2 separate regions of the Mus musculus genome follow, and region 2 is linked to region 1. The links are chromatin contacts, called in public HiChIP or PLAC-seq maps. All regions are on one chromosome and are shown on one strand. Each heading gives the region's core, a stretch centred on a gene start, on an enhancer-like site or on the middle of the called end of the contact. The rest is flanking DNA. Distances are from core to core; before and after follow the strand shown.

Evidence for each region. HiChIP or PLAC-seq counts read pairs in DNA pulled down with a chosen protein or histone mark.
Region 2: an H3K4me3 HiChIP or PLAC-seq map of bone marrow-derived macrophages shows a contact between it and region 1, with 2.6 times the contacts expected there. The contact joins the promoter of Atp6v0b here to the enhancer-like site in region 1. A contact is called at or near these places in 3 of 39 promoter capture datasets (embryonic stem cells, liver and pre-B cells), 4 of 484 Hi-C or Micro-C datasets (CD4 T cells, embryonic stem cells, natural killer cells and 1 more), 1 of 115 datasets of contacts at active chromatin or transcription factors (bone marrow-derived macrophages) and 2 of 9 other capture datasets (adipose tissue and liver).

Annotation. Positions count from the first base shown.
Region 1 is chr4:117,531,562-117,539,051 of GRCm38.p6, forward strand. No RefSeq gene overlaps it. Among named protein-coding and RNA genes, the nearest start is that of Eri3, 15 kb to the right of the region's middle. Within about 2 kb of position 4,405, at least 8 of the 459 cell types and tissues checked have an H3K27ac peak or open chromatin away from gene starts, as enhancers often do. A contact at or near this core is called in bone marrow-derived macrophages, where this site is marked.
Region 2 is chr4:117,884,611-117,892,100 of GRCm38.p6, forward strand. It overlaps Atp6v0b (ATPase, H+ transporting, lysosomal V0 subunit B), which reads right to left and starts at 2,719. Exons shown (of 8, transcript NM_033617.3): 1 at 2,560-2,719; 2 at 1,980-2,028; 3 at 1,666-1,749; 4 at 1,458-1,535; 5 at 1,194-1,263; 6 at 1,019-1,070; 7 at 494-684; 8 at 1-31. The coding sequence starts at 2,626. The coding sequence ends at 5. It overlaps Gm12841 (predicted gene 12841), which reads left to right. Exons shown (of 4, transcript NR_168719.1): 2 at 1,143-1,278; 3 at 2,696-2,858; 4 at 3,477-3,681. It overlaps Dph2 (DPH2 homolog), which reads right to left and starts at 7,393. Exons shown (of 6, transcript NM_026344.3): 1 at 7,100-7,393; 2 at 6,705-6,817; 3 at 6,285-6,508; 4 at 5,408-6,091; 5 at 5,145-5,321; 6 at 4,033-5,066. The coding sequence starts at 7,246. The coding sequence ends at 4,942.

The DNA of each region.
Region 1 (7,490 bases), core at 3,155-5,654:
AAACTGGGGCACATGTGGAAAAGCCCGTGGTTACCCCCTCTTAAAGGTTCCACAACTTTCCAAAACAGTGCTACCAGGTGAGGGCCAAGTGTTCAAACATGTAATAACGCTAGTGTTATGATTTGGGAGACATTTCAGAGACAAATTACAATATTATTTTACTCAAAGCAAAAGCTAACATCTTTAAAATACCCTACCCCCAGTGTCCTCTGCAACCTGATCCTTCACTCCTGTCTCCCCTCTCCAATTTCAGTTCTCATCTATGTATTCCCCTTTGACTTAGGGTTTTACTGCTGTGGGCAGACACCATGACCAAGGCAGGTCTTATAAAGGACAACATTTGATTGGGGCTGACTTACAGGTTCAGAGGTTCAGCCCAGTATCATCAAAGTGAGAACGTGGAAGCATCTAGGCAGGCAAGGTGCAGGCAGAGCTGAGAGTTCTACATCTTCATCTGAAGGCTGCTATTGGAAGACTGACTTCTAGGCATCTAGGATAAGGGTCTTAAGCCCACACCCACAGTGACACACCTACTCCACTAAGGCCATACCTCCTAATAGTGCCACTCCCTGAGCCAGGCATATACAAACTGTCATACCCTTCTTGCTTCTCCTGGCTGAAGGGTGAAGCACACTGGCTCATGCCTCCTCTCTGTGTTCTTGCTATGCCCATCTCCTATAGTCTTTCCAGAGGCACAGTTGTTTGACTCTCTCATCACAGGTCATCTTACCAAGGCCTCTTTGACACCATCCTGTCTGTCACTCCCTGGACAATGCCACATATAACCTAGAGGACAAAACTGCCTTCAGTTAAGAACTCATATTCAAGAACATGGTGCCTCATGCTTACAAACCACCTCCTCCTCATTAGTGATTCTGTCGTGCCTGCCTCAGGTCATCTATTGTTCTATTAGGCTGGCAGCTCCTGGTGCTAGACTGTGTGAGCTAATCAATGAGGCCTGTGTCTCAGGCTCCCTCTTGCATCTCCTTTGCTGATCAGGTCCATTGGCAGGACATGATGAACACAATATAAAATTCCACATTGGTGCAAGCCTTCAGTCAGTGGTGCTAGCTAATTCCCTTAGGACGAGAAGGCAATGCCACAACCAGAATATGTCTGTCCCTATCCATATAAGTCTCTATTTCTTCCAGAATGGATAGAGCCCCAAACAATCAACTTGCTTTCCAAGAGAATGATGCCATCCTGGTCTGTGTTACTGATAGACCCAACATTTTGCAAGAGTGGAATCAACCCTGATAAATGGATCCTGTGCAGATATGCCCCTGAATAATTTCCATCCATCCGTCTATCCATCCGTCCGTCCATCCATCCATCCATCCATCCATCCATCCATCTCTACCATTATGGTTGATTCACCTATGTACCAACAATGGCAAAGTTAACTTGCGTGTCTCATTTTGTCTGCTTGGTGGTCTAGAGCTCCTCCCGTACTGACTGCTATCTGATGGGTGTTGATGTGGTTTACAGAGACCTTCATGCTTTGTGCTCATGTTCATTGATCCATTCACCTATCACTACCCTGAACTCCTTGTCTGTGGTCTTCTAATCTTGTTCCTTTAGTGTCCTGGACAGTTAGCTCAGTCATCAACCACTGTTCCTGGGTCTATGTACATTCTAAACACATAGATAGAGCAGATGATCAGCACTCTGTTAAACACAGGGAGAATTTCCCCCTCGCTGCTGACTTTCCCTGAAACAGCTATCTACCTTCAATTTGTAGTACACTGAGTTAGCCTACCCAAGAGCCAGAGTAGGGCCTTTGCCTCCTTTGCTGATCATAAGGAATGTGTGTGAACAGAGAAGAGGCACTGGTGCCACCGAGGCACATAACACGAAGCACATAACACATACCTTCCCTGCAGCTTGCCTTGCCCTCTAATCCTGAATCCCCAGTCTCTTCTGCATCTCTCCCATCTCAAGATGAGTGTTACTAGGCCTGCCCGCCCTTACCATGTTCTTACATGGCCCAAGAACTCAGTTTTTAGTTAAAGAACAAAGAATCTGCCTTAAAGGCTAGTGACATGGCTCCCTGGGTAAAGGTGTCTACCTCCAATCCTGATGACCTGAGTTTAATCCCTGGGATCCACAGGGTAGAAAGAGAGAACTGACTCCTAGAAGTTGTCCTCTGAACGACACACGTGCACTCTGACACCTCCAAGCCCCCACCAAACACATTCAAATAAGTAAGTGCATAAATGCAAATAAGTAAGGAATATGTCTTTTAAAAATCATGCAGAGGCCTGGAAAGATGGCTCTGTGGTTAAGAGCACTTGTTCTTGCAGAGGTACTGTGTTTGATTTCAGCATCCATGTGGCAGCTCACAACCCCCCCCATACCTCCATTTCCAGGGGATCTTACACCTTCTTCTGACCTCCTCAGACACCAGGCACACACTCATACAGGTAAAAACAAACAAACAAACAAACAAATAAACAAATAATCAGAGCAGGGATAGCACAGATTTGGAGGAACACAGCAAAGCTGAGAGATGCTTTCTGTTCTAATCTTATTAAAGCCTTTTCATTCTGCATAGCAATTACTGTGTGACAGGCACTGCTGTAGTACTTTACCTGTGCTATTGATCTAATCCACTGAGGTGGTGAGTAGGAATTACTACTGTACCCATTTCACAGAAGGAGAAAGTTCAGAGGAAGGAGGGGTAACATCCTGAGGAGCACGGTATTGGTAAGGAGTTGGTAAACACTAAAACACAGGACTGAATCCTGGCAATACCTGGCTTAACTAGCCATTCTGTTACTCCTTTTCTTCATGTCAGCTTCCCATGGACTGTAGTGAAGAGACAGCTCTGTCTAGGACGGAGAGTAGAGGGGACACTTTTGACTGTGCCATACTGTGCTAGGTTAAGGAGTATCAGGTTTGTACTTACCAAGCCACACCTGCACACTTCCTCGTTTCTCCTGCCTACATGTGGAGCTGCGGTCACCAGGTCCCTGGCTTTAAGATTCTTTTTAATTAAAGAAAAAAGTTTGGAGACTCCATTCACACGTTCAGTTCATTTCCACCCTCTCTCTCCCAGCTCAGCTCCTCCCATGTCCATCTTCTCATACCCATGACCTCATCTATAATCATTACTACTGCTACACATGGACTATATGTGTGTGCATGTGTCTAAATGAACCCATTTCATATTGCTCAGTGTGTATGTGTATTCAGGGCGCACCCCTTGGGATTGGGTAAGATATCAGCGGACTCATCTCTGAAGAAGGTGGTTTCACTCTCTCAACAACCATTGATTGCCTGTAGCTCTTCGCCCAGAGGTTGACTTTGGAAATGTCACCTATCAATATTGGCATGTCAATGGTGTTGTCCTTAAGCAGGTCTTATTCAGTCAACCATATTGTTGAGATTCCGTTGGTGCAGCATCCCAGTCAGGTCTACAAGAGACTGTTCAGCAGCAGCAGCAGCAGCCTGGTTCTCTGGTTCTTAGACTCTTTCTGCCTGTTCTTCCTCAATGTCCCCAGAGTCTTAGTGTAGGTATCACATTGTAGATATGCCAGTTGGGGTTGGGTACCCTGTGGTCTTTGCCTTTTAGTACGTTGTGGCTCTCTGTAGTAGCCTTTGTCTGCTGCAAAAAGAAGCTGTTTTAATGAAGGGCAAGAATTACACTTATCTTGAGGATACAGATTTAGAATATAGCTAGAAGTTATATTGGTTTAGAGTAATAACAGTTGCAGGTTCTCCTTTAGGGTCTATGACCACTCCAGCCGTGAGCTGGCAATCGCTTAGAATTTTTTAAAGATTAAATTACATTTTAATTATCTTCGAAATTATTATTAAAATTATTATTAAAATTACTATTAAATTATAAAATCATTGTACTAAATTATTATGTATTATCATTTATAATAGTATTTTATTATTATTATTATTTATTAGTGTGTGTGTGTTTGTGAGAATGTGCCAGTGTGCCTGAGCCACAGTGTACTTGTGGAGGTCAGATAACAACTTTCAGGAGCCACTGTGAGCTCTGGTTAGGTCACCATGCTTTTGAGGCACCATAACCCACTAAGCCATTTCTCCATCACTGGCCTACGGTTTTCAGTTCCTCCTGGAAAGATCAGTAATTTGCATCTTAGAAGTACCTACTATGTGCTAGACCAAGTGTCAAATACAGTGAGGCACAGGAATGATTTTCTTTTATTCTTATGGCAACCTTTTCACTGAGCCTGGAGCTAAAGCTGGAGGGAGAGGATGTTGCCAGCAAGTAGAGGCAGCCCATGGGGAGGATTTGTGGCCTCCCTTTCCCACCCTGTGTCTCCAGGACTCTGTGGACCCGTTCCTGCTGCTCTGGCTAGCCTCTGGTTTCTACGTATACACTGTCTCTCTGGAACAGACATCCATTCATCCATCTGTCCATTCATGTCTCCCCGCTCCCAGTTCTGCTTCCTCTCCCTCCTCTTCGTTTGAGCCTTCGCTAGCCTCGGCAGTACTGCTCCTAACACCCAGAGTCCCCACTTCCCTTTTTCTGCTTGCAAAAAAATCCTTATTTTTCAAGCCTTGCTTTAACGCCATGTTGACCTCCCTCACCCTCCCCTCTCAGGATTAATTGCTCCCTCCTTTGTATCGGTCAACAGCACTTATCCCAGAGAGCTAGAGTCACTTGTTTGGCCACAGTCCTGGAGAGATGAGGCACGGGGTCTTGGTCTCATTTGCTCCTTGTCTCTGGAGCTCAGGGCCTGCCTAGTGGTTGAAGAAGCCCGAGGAGACTAAGGTAGGGGGCTGGGAGGTTTGACCAGAGCCGTCCTCCATGAAATAGGATCTCAGCCTTTACTTTGCTTGCCCAAACTGGATTTCCCTTCCACTGGAGAATGGGATCTCCTGTCCTGATGATCTCGCCTTCTTCGGCATCCCACCTGCCTCCTGTCTGGTATTCCCTCGTCTCCCCTGCTCTTTCCCACTTAGCAGCATCTGCAGATTTCATTAACTTGCTACTTAACCCCTCTCACTCAGATCAGCTCTGAAGATGATAAATCAGACCCTGGGCCAGTCCCGGTAGCAGCTCTCCTCTCCACGTCCCCGCTAACGAGAAGCCTCTGGCTGCCCTTTCCCTCTCCTGCATCTTCCGGTCCCTCACACAGAGACTGTCAGTGTTAGCATGGCTTAACCACTTTGGATTGAATCCTGGAACCAGATTTGGAGACAGTACCTAGAGCTGATAAGCTTCCTGGGCCAGTCCCCTTTGACCTTGGCAGGCTGTGGGCCTTGCCTTTCCTTCCCAATGGGCTAGCCCAAAGATAGCACTAAGGGCTGCAGATGATGACTGACTTTGTCCTGGGAAAGAATGAGAAAGGCTAATGGAGTATAGAGTTCCTTCCTAGCTAGCCAGCAGGTCAAGTGCACTTGTGGGCAAGTGGGTACAGGGCTAGGCTTCAACTGGACCTGTATTCTCACTCCCTTCATTTCTTCCTCAAGACCTCCCACATGGCGTCTCTCCTGTTCCATTTTTGGGACTCCTGGCCCTCGGTAGTGTGCTAGAGCTAAGCCAGGATGTTTCCATGGTCTGTTTCCTCCCATCTTCCACTCCTGTTCCGTTTCTAAGCCCTATCTGAACATCGCCCAATTGTCTTTCCTTTGTAATTTCGTTCTTCCCTATCTCCCCCTTCTATAAACTTGAGGTTCCTCTTTTAACTTCTTTCTCAGTCCTATCTCCTCTCCTGTTCTCTTCTTACCCTCACCCCAAGCATAAGTCCCTAGCAGGAACAACATCAAACATATCAGAGGTCTAACTTTTTGTAGCTCCAAGCAGGTTTCTTGCTGTTTCCCTTATCCCCGTGCTGGCCCCTGTCCATCACCGTTGCTCATGTTCTGGGGCTTTTGGGCTCCCCTTCCTCGCCTTCATGCTCAGCCTTCATCAGAGACAATGGCAGCGGCACAACACTGCCTGGTTCATAAAATGCTCTGCAGAGCATCTGCCAAGAGCCCGAAAGATGGCAGCAGGTGAAGCTGCCAACCTTGATGACCTGAGCTGTTTGTTTGTTTGTTTGAGACAGGGTCTCTCTGTGTAGCCCTGGTTGTCCTGGAACTCACTCTGTAGACCAGGCTGGCCTCAAACTCAGGAATCCGCCTGCCTCTGCCTCCTGAGTGCTTGGGATTAAAGGTGTGTGCCACTGTGCCTGGCTTGATGACCTGAGTTTAATCCTTATGATCTATGTGGTAGAAGGAGAGAAGCAGGTTGTTCTCTGACACACACACACACACACACACACACACACACACACACACACACGTAAAAACATTTAAAACACCAATTGAGGGGGCTGGAGAGATGGCTCAGTGGCTGAGAGCACTGACTGCTCTTCCAGAGGTTCTGAGTTCAATTCCCAGCAAGGTGGCTCACAACCATCTGTAATGGGATCTGACACCCTCTTCTGGTGTGTCTGAAGACAGCTATAATTGTACTCATACATAAAACAAATAAATAAATCTTTAAAATAAATAAAATACCAATTGAGAACCAGGTACCATCTGGAGTTTCCCCACCGTTACCTTGTCCCTATCCCTTCTGTGACGAAATGATCCAGCACTCACCCCATCTGGGAGGCTCCTTCCTTTGGTATCCTTCTTCTGTCTTGAGAAGGTGCCATGGGTTCATTCAGCTACCTCCCCCATCGAGAGTCTTTTTGTCAGGTACTATTTCTACAGTGTCTTCATTACCTCCTAATTGGCCAAATCTTTTTATTTTTCTTGTTAGAGACAGATTTAAAGGAACAAGTTCAGTAGCTCAGCCATTTTCAGACCATCATTAATTTTCTGCCTTCTTATTTATTAATGGGGCAACTTCCTTACTGTTCCCCCCAACCCCCGCCTCTGGATATCTATGTAAAAGCCTGCGTTGCTCAAGCAGCCCCTGGGACCAATGTTAACTCACTCTGACTTTGTGCTGCCCTCAGCGGCTCTGGACTCCTCCCACATCCCTCATCCTGTCCTGTGTCCCTCTGCTCTTGAAGCCCATCTTGATCAGGACAACCTGCAAAGACTGTAATGGAGAACATCTTATATTCTTGGCCTAGAAGTTTCCTTCCCTAGGACTCTCCTCCTTCCAGTGTGTTTGCAGTCTTAACATTTAGCTGACACATGTGGCTTCATTCACTCCTAAAAACCTCAGGGGAACTGAATCCTGGGCAACAGCAACAATCTGTCTAAGATCACTTTGCCTAGAAGAGGGATAGTCAGGATGTGAAGCCCATTTTCCTGGCCCCACAGCTTAGGCATTCCTCCACATCAGCCCACCCCAGTTATTAAGATGTAGATAAGGTTTGGGTTTGGTTTTGAGACAGTGTTTTGCTCTGTGGTCCTGCTAGCCTGGCTCTCATGACCCTTTGGCCTTAGCTTTTTTCCCAAGTGCTAAGAACAACTAGACCACTTTGCCTGGCCACTAGGATGACTCTTTAAAGAGAGGAAGAAACCAGGACCCATGAGAAGGCAGAAGCACAGTGGGAATAGACGTG
Region 2 (7,490 bases), core at 1,469-3,968, 350 kb after region 1:
TCATCTAGTCACCCATCTTCACTCTGGAGGTCTGCAAAGGAAAAACAGGACAAATCAGGCAGGGACAGTGACCAGTGACAAGACCAGAACCAGCAGGCCAGTGGGTGGACAGACGGACAGACACACTATGACAGACAAACAGACATGGACAGTAACAAAGGAGCTCAGCTGTACAACAGAGAAGACAAGTCCCATGGACAGTGTTAGTGTCGCCAAGAGTCAGCCCAGTCAAGCACCCAAGTCACAAACTCACACACTGGAAAATATGAATTTAGACATGCTAGTCTACTGACAAGTGTGTCATACATACAGAACACAGACCCTGAGAGACAGAAACTCCACAAAGACATTTTCAGAGGCAGCCGAGGAAAGAGATGCTAATGGAGAGACTTAGGAAAGATGCGTGCATCTAGAGCAGGAGACAAAGGGGGACCAAGAGATGGGAAGGGGAAAAAAGGGAGGCACTTCTGTTCCTCTCTAGGGGGACTCGCACCTGAAGGATTGCAACAATGACCCCAAAGAGGCCAATGGCACTGCCAAAGATCTCCACGATGAGAATTTTTACAAAGAGGCTGGGGTTCTGTGCATCCGCCAGGGCGGCCCCACTGCCCACGATGCCCACGCAGACTCCACAGAACAGGTTGGACAGACCGACTGTGAGGCCAGCCCCAAACATGGAGTAACCTGGAGGATAAGAAGTAGCTCGTGAGGTGGAGGCAAGCAGGAGAGGAATGGTCCAGTGTGGGCTAGCAGGGCCAGTCCCACCCCAACTCTGCAGAGCTGAGACTCTCAGCTATGGAGCCAGGAAGCAGGAGTAAGTGTGTAAGGCCCAGGTGTGTACGTGTGGTAGAAGCAAGTGTGTAAGGCCCAGGCGTGTATGTGTGGTAGGGTGTCTGTCTCACTATGTCATTATGTAGTGCTGGCTGGCCTCTTAACTCACTTGGTGCTACCCCCGTCCCAGGACTGGGGTTAAAGGCCCAGAGCACCATGCCGAGTGAGCTCTATGTTACCCACTTACCTGCATGGTAGTTTCGATGGCCAATGGCCTTGGGCTCCGTAGCACTGAAAGGCTGTGAGGGGCAGAATAAGTCCTCAGAAGGCATTCCTTAATGCACCTACCTTTTCTTCCCTCCGATCTTTAGGGAAAGCATAGGCATTTCAATGGATACCCGTCCCCGCTGGTTTTCCCTTACCTCAGCCATGTTGCTGATGACAATTGCCATGATGATGCCATAGATGGCCACCGCTTCACAGAAGATAATACTGGCAACAGTGATGGTAAATGGTGGGGGAGGGGGAGGGAAACTCTTTAAGAAGGAAATCAGCCATTTCTGCAGAAAATCCCCAGCCAACTTTCCCTGACTCACATACACGCTACGATGAGACGGGTCACAAGCCAGCATGTCACCCGACCCCCATCGCAGCTAGTTTTGACATGCAGAAGCCTTTACACTTACCTAACCAAGTTCTTGGTTTTGATTCTGGGGGCTTTCACCCCACCCCCAATAATGGATGAGCCGGTTATATAGATTCCCCTGGTGAAGGGTAAGAAACTGATTAAAGGAGCCCAAGGAGTTGCTGTCCCCAGGATGATTAAGAACCCAGTGATGATTCCACCTGCCACGACTTGGCACCTCCCACTCGTCCCGCCACTCCAACACTCACCAGGCTGCTCCAACCACAGACAGAGAAATTGCTAGGCCAATGCCCAGATTCGACCACATGAAGGGGGAAGTTTCCGTCAGGAACCTGGTGTGGAAACAGGGAAGAAAGCTATTGAGCTATGGACAGGAAAGGGCAGGAGTGGGGAGGCCACACAAAACTCAGTGTCCACCCAGCTCCAGCCCACCAGTCCCAGACGTTGCATCTCTAGATTTTCTATTTCCCAAAGGTCCGTGTGTCTGAAGAGCTGGGCTGGGGCTCAGACCAAAGCAGGGAGAAGAGGCTCCTAGGAGAATCCTCTCCATGCCCTCCCTTACCATGCCACATCAAAGCGAAAGCCCAGGTCAAAGATGGTGTAGCAGATTCCTGAAGCAATGAGGAAAGGAGTTAAAGGGTTGCTCTTTCGAGACACAGTCCCCAACCTAGGAAAAAAAAAAAACTGCCCAACTGTCAAACTGTCAGCCACCTACATCTAGACAAGCGAAGAGTCCCGGAGCGAAACAGCACCTCCACCCAGGCCTCCATTTTTTTTTTTTTTTCGGCCACTCCCTAGGTAACCCGTCTTAATGACACCAAGCCCCTTCACGGGCCGGAGGGAACGGGCGCTGCGTCCAGGCCGCGCCAGATCCTGCCGGCCCAATCGCTGTTTACCCAACAAGCTGTGAATGGGTGGGGGAGGGCAAGGAGGAAAAAGGGGAAGCGGGGCGCCCAAATATGCGGCTCGCGGAGAGGAGGTCAGGAACCTGGCGTCGCGACCCTGGAATAGCCGGTGTGACTCTCGCAGCCCAGGGCCGGCCTCCTCCGTCGCGGGAGGGCACCGCGCGGGGCCGGCTCCGGCTGCCACCTGCCCCCCGCCCCAACCAGCAGGCCACCTTGGGCCGCCTGGGCCCCGCTCACCCACAACGACCATGCAGGCCCAGAAGGCCACAAAGATCCCGAGGTAGAGCAACTCCAGCCCCGTCATGGCAGCGGCGACGGCAGGGGTCGGATCGGTGGGACCTGAGCTAAACCGCGTCCACCGTCCGCCCCGCAGTCTGTCGGCCCGCCCCGCAGCGCCACCTGACCGGCGCACGTGATGCGCCGACCCCACGTGACCCCCGCGCACAGTGGCTGGCTGCCTGAGGCCGGGCCCTGGTAGACGTCATGCCGCGGAGCACTGTGGTGGTTGTAGTTTCGTCGGACGTTCTCCGTGACAGGTACTGGCTCTCCACCTGCGCTGCTGGTTCCCTAACTTCCCACCGGACTCCCAGTTTACTCACCAATCACTGCAGATCCTTCCGGTCTGTTCTAGTCCTGCCTAGTTCCTTCTGCTTGAAGCAGGATTTCGCGGTGCCTAGCTAATGCCTGCTGTTCATCGGAGGTCATTCTAGGTTGTCTTTTCCAACCCAGAGGTAGGGTGGAATGCCAGACGCGAACGCCCACGATGTCCAGGTGATCTTATAAGGCCATGCCATTCTCCTGTTCAAATTCCCTGTGGATCCTATTTCACTCGCGACAGAATGATCCATAGGATCCTAAAGTATGCAAAGCAGGCACTGTAACAGAGCTAAGCTCCAGGTCCCTAATAGACTACCCACCCTATCAGACGCAGCCCGCCCTTGCATCTGCCCCTCTCTCTTGCTTCCAGACTTTGCTCTCCTTCAAGCCCTTCCTTACCCATTCTGTTTAATATTCCAACCCCAATCTCCCTTTAACCAGTCCCCTTTCTTTTCCAGATTTGTGTTTTCCCATAATTGTTATCCCTTGATATAATTTTCCTCTGGTTCTTATCTCTGGTTGATATAGTACATTTTGTTTCTGACCACTCTCCCTAGGGGGCCGAAGCACCATGGTTCATGTTGGACTCACTACTGTTTCTAGCGCCTGACATACAGGGGAGTTCTCATAACATGCACACAGAATACATGATGGATGCTCATTTTAACCCAGTCCCCATGTCAGTTACAGCTCTGCCTTTACCATTAGCCTGTGTACTACATGATCTGGATGGTGCCAATATAAGATTCTTTTGCTAATGTGGACAATAAGTAAATTTTGTTTTCTTCTGGGATCCAATACACAAACACACACACACACTGGGAAACCCTAGGACCAACTCTCTGGTTTTTGTTTTGTTTTTTGAGACAGGATTTCTCTGTATAGCCCTAGCTGTCCTGGAACTCACTTTGTAGACCAGGTTGGCCTCGAACTCAGAAATGTGCCTGCCTCTGCCTCCCAAGTGCTGAGATTAAAGGCGTGCACCACCACTGCCCGGCCCATAAAACCAACTCTCTACCAAGGACAAGCACTCTATCAAGATATACCCCAACAACTCTACTTTGATTGAAGCACCCACCATGTTGACTGAGTCTTTGTTTAGGCCCAAATGTTCGTTTCACTCTGTTTATTCTGAATATTTTTTCTCTATAAGATCCAGCTTAAGACTCCTCTGTCTGGGTTGCCTCTTGAGTCCCCTTCAGGAGCCTGCTATGAGAGCCAGCTGCACCTGGGGCTCCCTTCACACAATTATATTTCGTGGGGTTATTATTTCCTCCCAAGCACATTTTGAGGACAGTAATCTGGTTAAATATAACTCACATATCCACCCACAGGATCTGTGTAGAACAGAGCTTTAGTGAATAAAGAGAAACAGGAGAAAAAGTATTCCGTTTATTTCAGTGTCTTTGTTGTCCCCAAGAAACAAGTCTAACTAAGTCAATGTAGCCCAACAAAGTCCTGAAAGCAGCCACATAAGTGCTTGAAATGTAATTAGTGTAATGGACAAATACTTTTTCATCCACTTTAAATGGCAAAAGTCATGTGTCCAGTGAATATTGTCTTGGACAGTGCAGGTTTAGACCAGAGGCTCTCAATGAGGAGTAGTTACATGACATCTGCCAACCTGTAGAGATAATCTGGGTTATCCTAGCTCAGTTGGGGAGGAAGGGAGGTGTTTCTGTTTCTGTCAGCTGAACCTATACATCCTTCTCTATATAGAGTAGCCTCTGCATTAAAGAATTACTCTGCCCAAACTGTCAACAGTGCTGAGGGAGGTGGAAGAACTCTGGTCTGGATCATCCAACTTCTGCCCCTGACCAAGGGCAGAACTCCTGCACACCAGGAACTGGGATGAGCCCTGGGACCCCTCCCTGCACAGGCTATAAGCTGGACAGCTCCACAGAGAGAGCTACCTACACTCCCTGTGTCTAGGCATCAAGTGTCCCTGTGACAGGACGAGACGTTGGTCAGGGAGAACAGGTCCCGGCAGACTTATCACTCTGGCTCTGGCCTCCCAAGGTATCAGCTGCTCCCCTCATCCTCGTAGGCGATGGCGATACCTCGTCTTCCTCTGACGGCTTCTTTCACTGGTGTCTGGCCCAAGCGTGGCTCCAGCCCCTGCCAGTTCCGAGAACTAAGGAATGAAGCTGCAGAGGGAAAGAAGATAAGCTGTGTGGGCTGGACCTGGGCAAAACTCTAGCGGGGGCAGCTGCTTGCATGTTTACCTGCAGGGCTGCTCTCCGCCAGCTCCAGTTGGGGCCTCGGAATTAAGGCCGAACATCTAGTGTCATCTGATGACTTCCAAGGAGGTGGTGGTCGGAGCTCCCCAGAAATGAGTGACACATCTGGGGTATCCCACAACTCTGACTCAGGTGGAGGGAGTGGCACATGGAAGGGAGAACCTGACGTAGAAGGAGAAAAGAAAGCTATCCCGGTTTTTTCAACTCCAACCCCAACTTTCAAACCCAGATGCGGCCTTGCCACTCACCAGGCAACAGCTCTGCATAATGTGTGAGGTGGGGAGCCAGGCCTGGCGGGGGCCAGGCAGGGTTGCAGGCAGCCTCCAATTCACATGGCGTCAATACAGGCCGAAAGAAGCCACCCGAAGGCTGGGGGGCTAGTGCCCCCAGGGGACAGGCTAACAGCACAAAGACGTCCATCTCAGGGAAGTTGGCAAGCTTGGCGGGTGTGGGCTTCCCCACGGCTAACACATAGCTACGTTTTCCAGCAGCTTCCGTCAGTTTCCGCAAGTGTGCCAGTGCCTCACGGTGTCGAGCCACACCTAATGTGCCTGCCAGCAGCCCAACCACACGGGCATCTCTGGCCCTCTCTATGAGATACAGTCTTCGTGCTCTTAGTCTCCCAGCCTTGGCACCCTGGTCTTGTGTCTGTCCTGTATCTGGACAACAGGAAAAGAAGGGCCGCCCTGGTGTCCAACCCAAGAGCAGTCTGCTCAGGTCGGGATCAAGGCTGGAGTCCGAGCTTGCTTGAGAAGCCCCTACATAGAAGGCACCATATTCTTCCAGACGTCTCCCTGGATTCAGGGGGAAGCAGCGCCCAAAACGCTCCAGGGACTCAGGCTGTGAGCTCGGGGATCCCACTGGCAGGGGAAGAGCTGGGCGGGAGATGAGCAGATCTTGGTACTTTGGGAGCAGGAGCATGGCCAAAGGCTCTGAAAGAGGTGCATCAGAGTTGAAGTCTGGCAAAGTAAGAGATGTCTCATCCCCAGATGCCTCAATGTGACCCTAAAGGACAAGCCAGGCCAACTGAGGCCAAGAGCTCTAGGTAAGTGTGCTTAAATAGGAGGAATTAAGGCATGAAGCTGTGGACCCACCCTTCTTTCCCTCACAGGTATAATTTCTCACCTAGGGCATGGGCACAAGCTGGCTCACTCAGCAGTACCACCGGGGCTGTCGGATCTGGGTTCTGGGCTTCAAAGGCCTTTGCACAGAGCTCTAAAGCAACGGGTCGCTGACCAAGGACAAAGGTGATGGGCAGCTGCGAGGCTGGGGGGCTTAAGCAGGCAGGACCGAAGTGCACAAGGGCTTGAGCTCCAGCCTGCTCGGCGCCCAGCACATCCACACAGCAGCTGCAGGGGAGAGAGCATTGGTGAGAGGTGTTCCCTACCTGGAGAGAAGAGTTGTCATCAATGGGAAATGTGGCCAGTGGAGAAAATGGCACCAAGCTAGGAATTCACTGTGACTGAGGGAAGCTGGCATCAGGAGCTTCTCATCGTGCAAACACGGTCACTGGAGGCAGACACTGTGGGCTGGGAAACCCCATACCTGCCATAAGCTGTGTCCCCTAAAATGAACATCTTAGCTCCTGTGACTTCCTCCAGCCGGGCAGCCACCGCTCCCGCATCTCCTAGTAACTGGTCAGGGAACTGCAAAGTCACCTGTAAATACAAGCCACAAGTCAGCGACAACCTCACTCCTCCACCAACAGCCTCTGCAAAAAAACAAAAAACAAACAAAAAAACAAACAAACAAACAAAAAAACCCACTAAACATCCCAAGCCCCTACTTCTAAGGAGGCAGCCAGCCCCACAGAGTTGTGGGTAATCCGTGCGATACGGGCGGATCCCGACCCAAAGTCCCAATCTCCGCAACCCATACCCAGAGGAGAGCCCGCGCCCCGCGCCCCCTTTTCGCGCCCCCTTCTCTGAACCAGACCTCACCCGCTGACAACCTAAATCGCAGACAAATTTCGTAACTCGCTCCAGCTCATACACGCGGTCCAGGTCTTCAGGAGGAGTGAACTGTCCTGGAACGCCCGCCTCCCGTTGCAGGGCTGCCTCCGCAGGGCTGCTGAACGTAGACTCCATTGGGCGCAGCTTGGGTGGGGTGAGATGCAGCTGCACCCTCAAAAGTCCTCGAGGTCACAGCAGCTCTGTTTGTGGATCCGGACCAACCTGTCCTCGGGTCCTAGGATCCAAACCGTACGCTTCCAAATTCCCGGCTCTCCACTACACATGGACCTACGGAGATTACTTCCGGGTTCAAGGACTTCCCACAGAGAACCAATCACTAGCCTCTCACTCAGGACCAATCGGAAGTGCCGCAAAGCCT